Regions from separate parts of the Pan troglodytes genome. Here region 2 is linked to region 1. The links are chromatin contacts, called in public HiChIP or PLAC-seq maps. All regions are on one chromosome and are shown on one strand. Each heading gives the region's core, a stretch centred on a gene start, on an enhancer-like site or on the middle of the called end of the contact. The rest is flanking DNA. Distances are from core to core; before and after follow the strand shown. Region 1 holds the start of ROPN1L (rhophilin associated tail protein 1 like). Region 2 overlaps ANKRD33B (ankyrin repeat domain 33B).

Evidence for each region. HiChIP or PLAC-seq counts read pairs in DNA pulled down with a chosen protein or histone mark.
Region 2: a contact with region 1 is called in an H3K4me3 HiChIP or PLAC-seq map of stem cell-derived excitatory neurons, with 11 times the contacts expected there. The contact joins the enhancer-like site here to the promoter of ROPN1L in region 1. A contact is called at or near these places in 4 of 7 Hi-C or Micro-C datasets (blood, induced pluripotent stem cells and stem cell-derived neural progenitor cells), 1 of 1 datasets of contacts at active chromatin or transcription factors (stem cell-derived excitatory neurons) and 1 of 1 other capture datasets (stem cell-derived neural stem cells).

What each region holds. Positions count from the first base shown.
Region 1 is chr4:11,093,902-11,099,532 of NHGRI_mPanTro3-v2.0_pri, forward strand. It overlaps ROPN1L (rhophilin associated tail protein 1 like), which reads left to right and starts at 1,715. Exons shown (of 6, transcript XM_009448797.5): 1 at 1,715-1,882; 2 at 2,006-2,177. The coding sequence starts at 2,047. It overlaps LOC104006350 (a long non-coding RNA gene), which reads right to left and starts at 1,705. Exons shown (of 2, transcript XR_680037.3): 1 at 1,567-1,705; 2 at 1-1,252.
Region 2 is chr4:11,277,724-11,284,298 of NHGRI_mPanTro3-v2.0_pri, forward strand. The region is part of intron 2 of ANKRD33B (ankyrin repeat domain 33B); the gene reads left to right. Among named protein-coding and RNA genes, the nearest start is that of ANKRD33B, 63 kb to the left of the region's middle. Within about 2 kb of position 3,353, at least 16 of the 24 cell types and tissues checked have an H3K27ac peak or open chromatin away from gene starts, as enhancers often do. A contact at or near this core is called in induced pluripotent stem cells, stem cell-derived excitatory neurons, stem cell-derived neural progenitor cells and 1 more, where this site is marked.

The sequences.
Region 1 (5,631 bases), core at 465-2,964:
GAATGTAAGCTCCAAAGATTTTATTTTTTTAAACTGAATTATTACTGTATTCCCAGAACAATTCCCTGGCAAATATTTGGTACTCAATAGTAATGCTAAGTTAGTAAATAAATGATGAATTTAGAATCAAAATAATGTGTCTGGCCAAAATAAAACCTGAAATCCCTGTCCTATTTCCCAGAGGTAACTGCTGTTAATAGTTTAGTTATGTGCTTCCAGACATACCTTCACAGAATCATTTATCACAATAAAGGTGTCATACTATGCAGATTGTTCGACAAGATGCTTTTTTTCACTTTACACGGGCATCTTTTCATACCATTGTGTGGCCAGGCCATGATTTGTTTTCCAAAAGACATTTACCCAATTTATATGGTGAAGATTTTTGTCCATATTACTTTTTATAGTATTTCTGTAGGGTAAGTTCCCAGAAGTAATATTGCACAATCATCGAAAAATTTTAGTGTTACGTTACTGCCCCATAAAGGTACTAATTAACATCCCTCTCAACAACATAGAAGATTCCTTTTTTTTTTTTCTTTTTTTGGGTGGAGGGGGGCGGGGACAGAGTCTTACTCTGTCGCCCAGGCTGGAGTGCAGTGGTGCCATTTCTGCTCACGGCAACCTCCACCTCCCGGGCTCAAGCTATTCTCCTGCCTCAGCCTCCCAAGTAGCTGGGAATACAGGCACGCGCCACTACGCCCAGCCAATTTTTGTAGAGAAGGGGGTTTCACCATGTTAGCCAGGCTAGTCTCGAAATCCTGACCTTGTGATCAGTGCTGGGGTTACAGGCGTGACCCACCGCGCCCGGACGGATTTCTTGTTTTCATACTGTCATCAACTTTAAATACAAGTATTTTCAGTTTTTGCCAATGCTGTTAATTTAGAAATGTGTATGTATATATTGTCTGGTGGGTGTTTGGATGGAAACGATCAAAATCGGGCAACTTCCCCAGTTTCCTTGAAGGGAGGGCTTGCCATCGGCCCCTCTGGGAAGTAGCTCTCCGTAGTTCTCCATCTTCCTGTTTTGAGGAACGCAGGAGGAGGTGGATCTGGAGTCTCATCCATTCGGTGGCTATTAACGGCAACTGCAGCAGCCAGCCAGGTCACCCCCTAAAGCAAAGTTAACCCCTTGCATGGTGCCTTGGTCAGCACCCACCAAATTCGAGGTTTCTCCTATCCTTCGACTCGAGGCCCTTTTGACAGATGTGATTTATTTCCTCCTAGAGCCAGTCACATTGGCTCAAGCAACCTATCGTAAGAAAACAAATACAATAGTGTTTTAGCTGGAAACTGCCCACTGTCTAAGCGGCTTTTTAAATTAAGAACTCAGGTTCACTACGGGATGGCTTAGGCCAGGGAACAGCATGTGCGAAGTTCGAAGCCCGAGACGTTTGGAGGAGCGGCCCCAGGCGCAGGCGGGTCCCGCAGCGGGGCCCGTGCCGCCCAGGCCATCAGCTCCTTCACTTAACCCGCTTCCCTCCTAGCAGGCCCGAGTCCCCTAGCCTCAGCCTCACGCAGCCAGAGCAAGGGGAAGAGGGAGTCCTTCGTGAGTTCGCCGCTCACATTCGGCGGTGGGAAACCGATCCGAAGATGCTTTTGTAGGCGAAACGCTCAGCTCGCGCGGCTCTGAACCACCGGGGAGCAGCGGCTGCTGCTAGTCGGACTGCGCCAGCACCTCCGTGTCCAGCCCGGGAGCAGCCCCGCCTCGCTCAGGGCCGCGTGCGCGTGCGCGGCTCCAGGGGCGGGGCCTGCTCGCGTCCCGGGTGCCTGGATACCGAGCGCGTCCGTAGTGGCGGCTGGCGCTAGGGAACTGCAGGGTCTAGGGTGTTGTTGGAGTGGCAGTTGGTCCGAATTTCTCCCAAAGCCCGCGGAGGAGCGGGTAAGAGCCCCGCGAATCCGGCCCCAACCTCGGGAACGGGATGGGAGGCGGCCCTGGTCGCAAGCCCCGCGCTGCTAGAGGGTCCACCGCGTCCTAGCCGACAGCCGCCCTTCTTCTTCGCAGCGCGCCGCGATTCACCAGCCTGGTCCCTTCTGCGGAGAGCGATGCCGCTTCCCGACACCATGTTCTGCGCTCAGCAGATCCACATTCCCCCGGAGCTGCCGGACATCCTGAAGCAATTCACGAAGGCTGCCATCCGCACCCAGCCGGCCGACGTGCTGCAGTGGTCCGCGAGGTAAGCGCCCTTCGCCCGGGGAGCTGTCCGGTCTACATGCCCAAGCCAGACGAGCCCAGAGAGCCCTCCTCCCGGACCAGGGGCCCTACGCGGGGCTCAGCGTCCTTAAGAGTATCAGGCAAAACTTTCCCCTTAGCATTGGTGACATCTATACTTGAGTGTTTTATCTAGGAACCATTTCGATTTATCGACTATGAGACCTGAAATCATTGCAAAATGCTCACTTACCTACAACGTAATGGCAACTCAATTGTTTAAAAGTGTTTATGATGAAGATAGACTAAAACTTAACAAAGCAATTGCATTGGGCAAAAAAGTGTTTATGTTAAAAAAAATTACACGGTTGCAGTCACTTTGTGAAATGACTTTACAAAGAGGAATATTTTAGCTAAGTTCCTCATCTGCAGAGAGTCCTCTCAGAGCTATGTATACCCAGAGCTGGTTAAATTTATTAGCACCGGAACGACCGTGGTCATACTGAGGTCATCATCCCTAGAGTGCTCAGGGTAAACTGTCCAGCAAATGAAGCTTCACAGTTTATTTTTTGCCACAAACATTCCAACACTTTCCAGGAACAGACATTCATAATCTCAAAGTTACAAGTCAACAGATCTTAGAGGCATTAAAAGAAATCCTCTTGGTTTTACAGGAGAGCTCTTTGCCCCTTTTCAATAAACAGATGTAAAACAAAAACTCACTTTTATGATGACAAGAGTCAGCACAGGTGTAAATTTAATTTAAATATTTTAGTCATCAACATTCCAAATTTTGGCTGGGCTTGGTGGTTCATGCCTGTAATCCCAGCACTTTGGGAGGCCAAGCTGGGAGGATCACTTGAGCCCAAGAGTTTGAGACCAGCCTGGGTAACACAGCAAGACCCCATCTGTATTTTTTTTTAATAAGAAAACTAATTTAAAAAGAAAAAAACAGCCAAATTTTGCTGGCTTTCTCTAAACTCCATAACCAAAGTGAATTAGTTTCCTTCGGCTGCTGTAACAAATCACCACAAAACTTGACAGCTTAAAACACAGACATACATTCTTGCAGTTCTGGAGGCCAGAAGTCCAAATTAGTTTCACTAGGCTAAAATCAAGGTGTTGACAGGGCTTTGCTCTTTCCAGTGGTTCTCAGGAAAACCCAGCTCGTTTCCTTGCCTTTTCTGGCTTCTAGAGCTGCATTTCTTGGACTCCTTGGCTCATGTCCCCTTCCTCCATTTTCAAGGCCAGCATCTTCAAATCTCCCTCTGCCTCCTTCTTCCAAGGACACTGGTGATTGCATTCAGTGGCCATCCAGATAGTCCAGGGCAGTTTTCCCACCCGAGATCCTTATCAGTCCACAAAATCCCTGTTACCATGTAAAGTAACATTCCCAGGTTCCTGGAACATGGACCTGGATACCTTTGGGGCTGTTATTTTACCCACCAACTGAGCCACTTGTCCATCCAGTGCTTGCCTTCTGAGAAACGCTTTTATCAATGGTTTCTGAAAGACTCTTTCAAAGTTCTTGCTAAAGAAATATAGCCTCTGGTTTTAACCATTATTCAAGCTTAAATAAAAGGATTTATAAGAGTTTGTGCTGTACAAAAAATTCCAAGATTTAGCAACATCTTCTTGGAACATTAAACTATATTTAGTAATACCTTAGAGATAGTTATGTTAAGCTTCACTTTGTTTATTTATTTATTTATTTTTGAGACGGAGTTTCACTCTTGTTGCCCAGGCTGGAGTGCAATGGCGAGATCTCGGCTCACGGCAACCTCTGCCTCCCGGGTTCAAGCGATTCTCCTGCCTCAGCCTCCCAAGTAACTGGGATTACAGGCACTTGCCACCACACCCGGCTAATTTTTGTATTTTTAGTAGAGATGGGGTTTCACCATGTTGGCCAGGCTAGTCTCAAACTCCTGACCTCAGGTGATCTATCCACTTGGGCCTCCCAAAGTGCTGGGATTACCAGTGTAAGCCACCGCACCTGGCCTAAACTTCACTTTAAGAGGCTTAATCAGGCTGGGCATGGTGGCTCACACCTGTAATCCCAGAGTTTGGGAGGCCAAGGCTGATGAATCACCTGAGGTCAGGAGTTCGAGACCAGCCTGACCAACATGGTGAAACCCCATCTCTACTAAAAATACAAAAATTAGCTTGGTGTGGTGGCACGCACCTGTAATCCCAGTTACATGGGAGGCTGAGGCAGGAGAATTGTTTGAAACCGGGAAGCAGAGGTTGCAGTGAGCCAAGATCGTGCCACTGCACTCCAGCCTGGGCGACAGAGCGAGACTCCGTCTCAAAAAAATAAATAAATAAATAAATAAGAGACTTAATCAGGAACTTTCCGAATGTACCATGCTACTAATTTCTCTCAAGAGCCATTTATTTATTTATTTTTTAGATAGAGTCTTTTTCTGTGGCCCAGGCTGGAGTGCACTGGTGCCATCTAGGCTCACGGCAACCTCTGCCTCCTGGTTCAAGCAATTCTGCCTTAGCTTCCCAAGTAGCGGGGATTACAGGTGCGTGCCACCACGCCCAGCTAATTTTTGTATTTTTAGTAGAGACGGGGGTTTCACCATGTTGGCCACGCTGGTCTGGAACTCCTGACCTCAAGTAATCTGCCCTCCTGGCCTCCCAAAGTGGTGGGATTATAGGCTTGAGCCACCGCGCCTGACCAAGAACAATTTGTGAGTTTAGGAGAAAACCCAGGTATTATTCATTCGGCAGTATATATGTAATTGTAGGTTCAAATGTGTTTCAGCTGTCACAGGACAGAATCTGTTAGGGAGAGCTATTCAAAAGTAACTTGAGTAAGGCGGGACTTGGTAAGTGCAAAAATGAAGGGTCCTGAAAGTTAAGCAGAGTAGTGGCTTGGTCCTTGAGAGATTTTGTAGGCAGAGAGATTGGGGCTTGGGCGGGGTGGAGAGGATTCCAGGAAGAGGAAGCAGCACAGGAAGAAGGGGGTGGAGACAGGAAGAAGAAAAACCATCAAAACCAAAACAGGAAACCAGGATACCCACGGACATAACTGCTATAGAACAAGCAAGTAGGCTGAGCACGGCGGCTCACACCTGTAATCCCTACATTTTGGGAGGACGAGGCGGACAGGTTACTTGAGCCCAGGAGCTCGAGACCAGCCTGCACAACGTGGCAAGACCTTGTCTGTACTAAAAATAAAATTAGCCGGCCATGGTGATGCATGTCTGTAATGCCAGCTGTTCAGGATGCTGAGGCAGAAGGATCACTTGAGCCCAGGAGTTGGAGGCTTCAGTGAGCCATGTTCACAACACTCTACTCCAGCCTGGGTGACAGAGCAAGAGCCTGTCTAAAAAAGAAAAAACAAACAAACAAAAAAGATGAAGCAAGTAGGCATTCCTCTTTCCTCAGGTTAGGGTTCTTTTCAAAGGAGCTTTTCAGGTGGGCAAATATCAAAGATGAGCCAGCCTCCCCCTAAGCCTGTGGACTCCACT
Region 2 (6,575 bases), core at 2,103-4,602, 190 kb after region 1:
TTTTTTTTTTTTTTTTTTTTTTTTGAGTCTGAGTCTTGCTCTATTGCCCAGGCTGGGGTGCAGTGGCACAATCTCAGCTCTCTACAACCTCTACTTCCCAGGTTCAAGCGATTCTCTTGCCTCAGCCTCCCGAGTAGCTGGGATTATAGGCGCCAGTCACCGTGCCCAGCTACTTTTTGTATTTTCAGCAGAGGTGGGGTTTCACCATATAGGCCAGACTGGTTTCGAACTCCTGACCTCAAGTGATCCGCCCACCTTGGCCTCCCAAAGTGCTGGAATTACAGGCGTGAGCCACTGGGCCTGGCCTTTTTTTTCTTTTTTACTGGCTTTTGTTATCTTCCCCTACTTACTGATTTGCTTGAGCTCTCTGTGGCCGCCACTGTGTGCACCCACCCTCTGGCCTGGGCTCTGATCCCTGGACACCCAACCTAGGCCGCTGCCTGAGGCTTTGGGACTGAATTGTTGAGGCTGCATAGGGAGGCAGAGGGGAGAGGGACTTTACACCATTTAAACAAACACAGATTAAAAAGCTTCCTTGTGTGTGTCTTAATTGCCTCAATGTGCCGAAGAGATTTTCCCTAATTTCTTTCTGAACCTCCAGGGGCTGCCCCTGTCCCCATGGGCATAGTTGCCTTAGACACTGGCTCCCAACCTTGCGCCTCCGGCGTCAGCATCACCTGGGCTGGCTCATGTGAGCATTAACACAGATCTGGTGGAAACACAGACTGCCAGGCCCTGCCCCTGGAGTCTTTCTTTGAATAGGCCTGGGGTGGGGCCCAAGAATGAGCAGATCAACAGGTTTCCTGGTGAGGCTGATGCCACTGGCCCAGGGACCCCACATTGAGGATGGAGAACTTTGAGGATTTTATGCCTGATGACGGCAAAGGACCCCTCTCAGTGGGCACTGAAGACCAGCAGAGTCACAGACCCCACGAGAGATGTTGTCAGACAGACACAGAGGCATCACGGAATTAAAGTGAAAATGAGGAAGGCAGGTGAGCATGTGTTCATGAGTTTCCTGTGCTGTTTTGCCAAAGAGGCTGTTTAGGCCCAATCAGGTGATGTACCATTTTAATCAATTTCATAACCAGTTTTATTTCTTTGATGATTTGTTAATTTCAAAAGCTGTCCATGCATATGTGCTTACAGCCAAAAATGACTACAAAAGTATTATCAGGGAGGAAGAAAAAGATCCCTTCTCTGTCTTCCAAATATTCCAGCTCCCTTATCAGCACTCAGGAGTCACCTCTTCAGACCTCATTCAGTCCTTTCCAAACACACACGTATGTATGTGCGCTTTGTATTCACATGACTGGGCTGGTGCTGTTGAGACTGTGTTTTTAGTGGTTTTGTTCACGTGGTTATTAATCTAGAAGCTCCTGCTGCGTCGGTGTCCCTGAGCCCTGCCAGGCGCTCGTAGCCCTGCCTTCCTGCACGGGGATGTGTGGCTCATGCCCAGTTCCCCACCAAGACTTCAAGTTTGAGAGGCTGCGTTCTGACTGGCCTTCACTCACTGTGGTGGACCCGGCTCTTAGGCCAGTCCTTGAACATGAAGTACTTGCTTCTTAAATATTTGTTGGAAAAGAGGATATTGTGTAAAGTGCATGAACCGTGGTATACTTAGCTGTCCCAGTTACTGGACAGGTGGGCTTTTGAGTTAATCAACGGCAGCAAGGCTGTAGTGAAGTCTTTGGATCTGGGGTGCATCTCTGAGGACAGCGTGTTAGGATCCTGGCAGGAAGCATGTTGAGTGACAGGTGGGCTCAGAGGGCTGAACAGAGTAGTTGATGAGAGCCTGTCAATTACGGGGGGAAGGGTAGAGTTAAGGGAACCAACATTGAAAGGATTAAGGGGAGGGACTCCACAGAGAGTGACCCAGGCCAAGAAGCTGGAACCCGAGAGGCAGCCTCGGCCTAGAACCCCAGCCAGGGGCCGGAGTGGGAGGCAGGGCCAGATATCCCGCTCCTTCCACCCTGGTCCCCTGCTGAGCCAACCCAGAAACCTCACTGGGGCGGAAACTGGGCAGGTGCTGTTGCTGCAGGCCAGCTTCCTAGGCCGAAAGCAGGGCAAGGAAGAGGAGAAGCAATGTGCAGACACACTCTTAGAACAGAATTGCTTCAGCAAGGGCTGTGCCTGTTTTAAGTGTATGCAGCTGCCAAGTGGTCTTTAGAAAGCTGTGGTGATTTCTCCTTTCCCCTGAGTGTCCAAGAGTGTTCTTGCCAGCCCTGGCTGAGATCAGTCTTTTCAGTATTTCCCTACTCAAAATGAACCAAAACTCTGGTTTTCAGTTGTATTTCCCCAGCTCTCTTTTGAGCCTAGTACCTGTTAGGATGCTTTTGGCTTCAACCACAAGGACACTGCCTTCTCTTGCAACACAAGACATCTGCGGGCGATGTTGCAGGGTTGCTTCACTGAGTAGCTGGGTGATGCTGGGACCTAGAGCCACTTCTCAGAAATACATTCGCTTTTTCCTTCATGGTCCCAAGGTGGCCCCAGCTGCTAGAAGCGCCACGGCTTCATGTTGCAACACTCAGGGACATCAAGGAAGAGGAGCAAATCCCTGTCGGCGTTTCCCTTTATAAGACAGGAAAACATTTCCAGAAGGCTCCAGCAGAGTATCGTTGCCATCTCACCAACCAGGGTTGCGTCACAAGCCCGTGCCAAACCAGTGATAGAGGATGGCTTGTGTAGACAGCAGTCGCACTAAGCAGAATCAGCATTGTGAAGCACAATCTTAAAGCAACCATATGTTTATATTATTTGCTATGGCAACTGGGTTGGTTGAGAGTTGGAAGCTCTGGGTTTCTGGAGGACACAGCATTTATGAGTACGAATTCGGATGCAAATGCCTTCATCTGCCTTTTGAGTGTTCTCTAAAAAGTCTAATTTCCTCGGCTATTTAATGCACAATAAAAATACAGCCAAATCTGTACTAGGTCTGTAAATGGAGAGAACGTATGAAAATAAATCCTCATGTAATCCCTAAGTCTCATTTAGCCAGTCATTTCAACTTTCACCACCGCTCCACTAACAAAAATAAGATAACCAAAGAAAGGAACAAGAAGTCCCATGGATAGAGTTGTGTGTTTATTTCTGTTTCCTTGTTGTGCTTTAACAGAATAGCATGGACGTGGTGAAGTGAGGAAACGCCAGGGGTCTCTTTGAGCTGGTGATGGGATACAGCACGTGAAGCTTGTTTTGGGTATAAGGAACCTCTGATGTGTGCTTGCAACTTGTTATTTCTTGCATTTAATTGTAAAATTCTGAAGGCTATGTGCTGAGAGCCAGCCTGGCAGGATGCTGCCCGGGGATGGGGACAGAACGGGAGGGATTCTCAGGGGCAGCTGTGGGTTTGGGCTGCGGGGGAGCCCTGGTTCCTGAGCTGAATCAGGGAGAGTCCCAGTTCAGAGGAGAATTTATGACTTGGTCAGAACCCAGGAACAACGCCTCTTCATGTTATTTATCTTATTTTATTAGCAGTGCACATGATCACGATCTTAGTGTGATCTCATTGTGATGTTCATGTTGTTTTGAAGTGCTTCCTTTTTTCTCAGTTTATACCGTTTCAAATGAGAGAGTAGAACTTGGCGAGTCTCGGTTTCCCAGCGTTGCCTTATCTTCCTGTGAGCTTTTCTGAGCTCTTCTGATTGGCCATGGCAGCGCCACACCCCTGCCCGCTGACCAGCCAGGAGGGCTCCTCAGCCAGCTTGGGGCTTACCTGGCTCCTCCTTCAGACCCCTGCCTGCCCTGCAAAGAGCAGGGATGCTTCCCTCCCCTACTAACCCTGCCCCTCCATCTGCATGGTAAATGCCTTATGCTAAGAATTCCTGGAGTCTGTTCATGCCGCGTGGCGGGTATGATGTCATATTTCCAAAGCCGACAGCTCCCTCTACTGGCCTGGTCTGGAGAACTGCAGTTTGAGTGCCTTGAGTCAGTCAATCTTAGACAACCCAGTTCTGTAACATTTTCCCATTTTTAGAGCAGTTTGTGTTTATTGCCTGTTTTTTTAGATGGGGTTTTGCTCTTGTTGCCCAGGCTGGAGTGCAATGATGTGATCTTGGCTCACTGCAATCTCCGCCTCCCGGGTTCAAGTGATTCTCCTGCCTCAGCCTCCTGAGTAGCTGGGATTACAGGTGCCTGCCACTACACCCGGCCAATTTTTTGTATTTTTAGTAGAGACGGGGTTTCACCATGTTGGCCAGGCTGGTATCAAACTCCTGATCTCAGGTCATCCACCCACTTCGGCCTCCCAAAGTGCTGGGATTACAGGCGTGAGCCATTGCGCTTGGCCAGCCCAGCTAATTTTTATTTTTTGAGATGGGATCTTGCCATGTTGCCCAGGCTTGTATCTAACTCCTAAGCTCAAGTGATCCTCTAGCCTCAGCCTCCCTGGCCTCTTCGGGCCTTGGCCTCTCTGCTGGGATTACAGGCACAAGCCACCTTGCCCACCCTGATACTTTCAATAAATAAACTTTTCCCAAAGGAGTGGTAGGAATGTTTCAGCCTTTTCATCTAATGCATATTTATTGAGCACCCCAGAGCATGCAGTCATTTGGAAGTTTTAAGCATGTGAGCTGGGTAACGAGGGCTGTGGCGGCTGTGGGAACCCATATATGCATGGGAACGTGGACGATGAGACACCGTGGGTTAAGGGGCACCAGGGAAGACCTGGAGTTGGAAGGGATGGCTCATCAGGTCACCAAGTAAAAAGAGGAGGCAGAATATTCCAGGTAGAGGGACTCCTTGTGCAGAGGCCACTAGATTAGAGGAAGTGTGGCTCATGAGTGAATTACACGGAATGCTGGCTGTTTGACCATAAAGTGGATTGGGAGGGCATTGGCAGTGAGAGCTGAGGGTGAAGAGGTAAAAACCAGCTCATTGAAGAGTTGAGACCTCATCTAAAGAGCAGAGCCCATGGAGAGTTTCGGATGAGTAGTGGGGATGGTCAGAGGCCCCTGTTGGTGTCACTGTGCTGCTGGTGTGGAGAATGAATGGGGGCAGAAGTGGGACAAAGGAGGCTAGTCAGGACAGGAGCTGTGGCCCCATGGGGATGTGGTAGCCCAGGTCAGGGATGGAGAAACAAGGACAGCTTTAGGAAATTTAAAATTTTTTTTGTAGAGATGAGGTCTTGCCATGCTGCCTATGCTGGTCTCAAATTCCTGTGCTCAAGTGATGTCAGAGGTGCAGTTGGCAGAATGTGGTGATTGCTTGGGTGAGGGAGGATGTGGAGGGCTTGAGACTGAGTCCAGCCATCTGGCTTGGGTGATGGGGTGACTGGTGGTGTTCATCACTGAATAAGGGATGTGGGAGAGGAGTAGCTTCGGAGGAAAGATGTTTTGGGTTTGATGCATTGAGTTTGTAGGATACCCATGATGAAATACTCAGTAGACAGATACTGAGGTAAAAAACTGAAGAAAAGAGATAGAACTGGAAAGAGTTGATGTGGAAGCTTTAGAGCTGAAACTTGGATCCACAGGAGCGTATAGGATCACCAAAGGAGAGTGTATGAGATAAGGAGGGGGCTTAGCAGGCAGCTGAGGAACAGCAGCATTTCAGGAAGGAGAGAACAGGAGCTCAGAATGTTGAGAAGGCGGAAAATCAGAAGGGTGAGCATCTGCATGTCCATGGAAAGAGCGTGTTTCAGAAAGGATGAAAGAGACGAGTGAGTGGGAAATGCTGGGGAGATGTTGAATGTGATGAGAACTGACAAATCACCATGGAGTCTCGTTGTAAGAAGGTCACTGGGGACTGCTGGGGGTGGTTTCAGCAAAGTCAGAGAGTGTCATTAGCAACAGTGATAGTAGATGGATCTGGAATTGGACTGAAGCGGAGTTGAATGGTTGATGGAGGGTGGCAGGAACATGAAGACAGGCCCACAGGGGTTGCTGTGAGTCACATATGCTTTTAAGATGAGAGACCCTTGAGCATGCATGTCAGCTAGTTATTGCTGTGTAACAAACAACTCCCATGCTCTGGGATGTTTTTATTGCTTATGCATCTGTGGATGGGCTGGGGATCCGTTGATCTAAACTGTCCTTGCTCAAGTCTGTGGGCAAGTCGGGGACCTGTTCTTGGGCACTTTGGCTGGGGCAGCTCTGCTGCATGCATTACTCATCCTCTTCCTGGGAGCAGTGAGCCAGCCTGGGCATGTTCTTCCTGGGGAGACAGCTGAGGCACAAATATGCATGAAAGTCTGGATAAGTACATTTCAACCTTCTGCTTCCATCACGCCTGCAAACATCCCATCGGCCAAGGTTCCACTAGACAGAGAACTGGGAAGTCACTTAACAAAGGGCAGTGTGAAGAAGATGGGCCATTAGTGCATTGTAGGAACTAAGGGCCTTCTGAAGGTTCACTGAAATCAACTTGCAAAAGGCAGGTGAATAAGAGAAGAGGCATACAAAAGAGGCCATGTTCCCATAACATGCGTACATGGGAGCCTTCGGAATGAAAACCCAAAAATGCAGGAGGAATTTTCCATTTTTCTGCTTAGGTTCAACAAAGTGTGGACAGTTATGTAGAAATATAGTTGGACAGGCCAGGCGCGGTGGCTCATGCCTAGAATCCCAGCACTT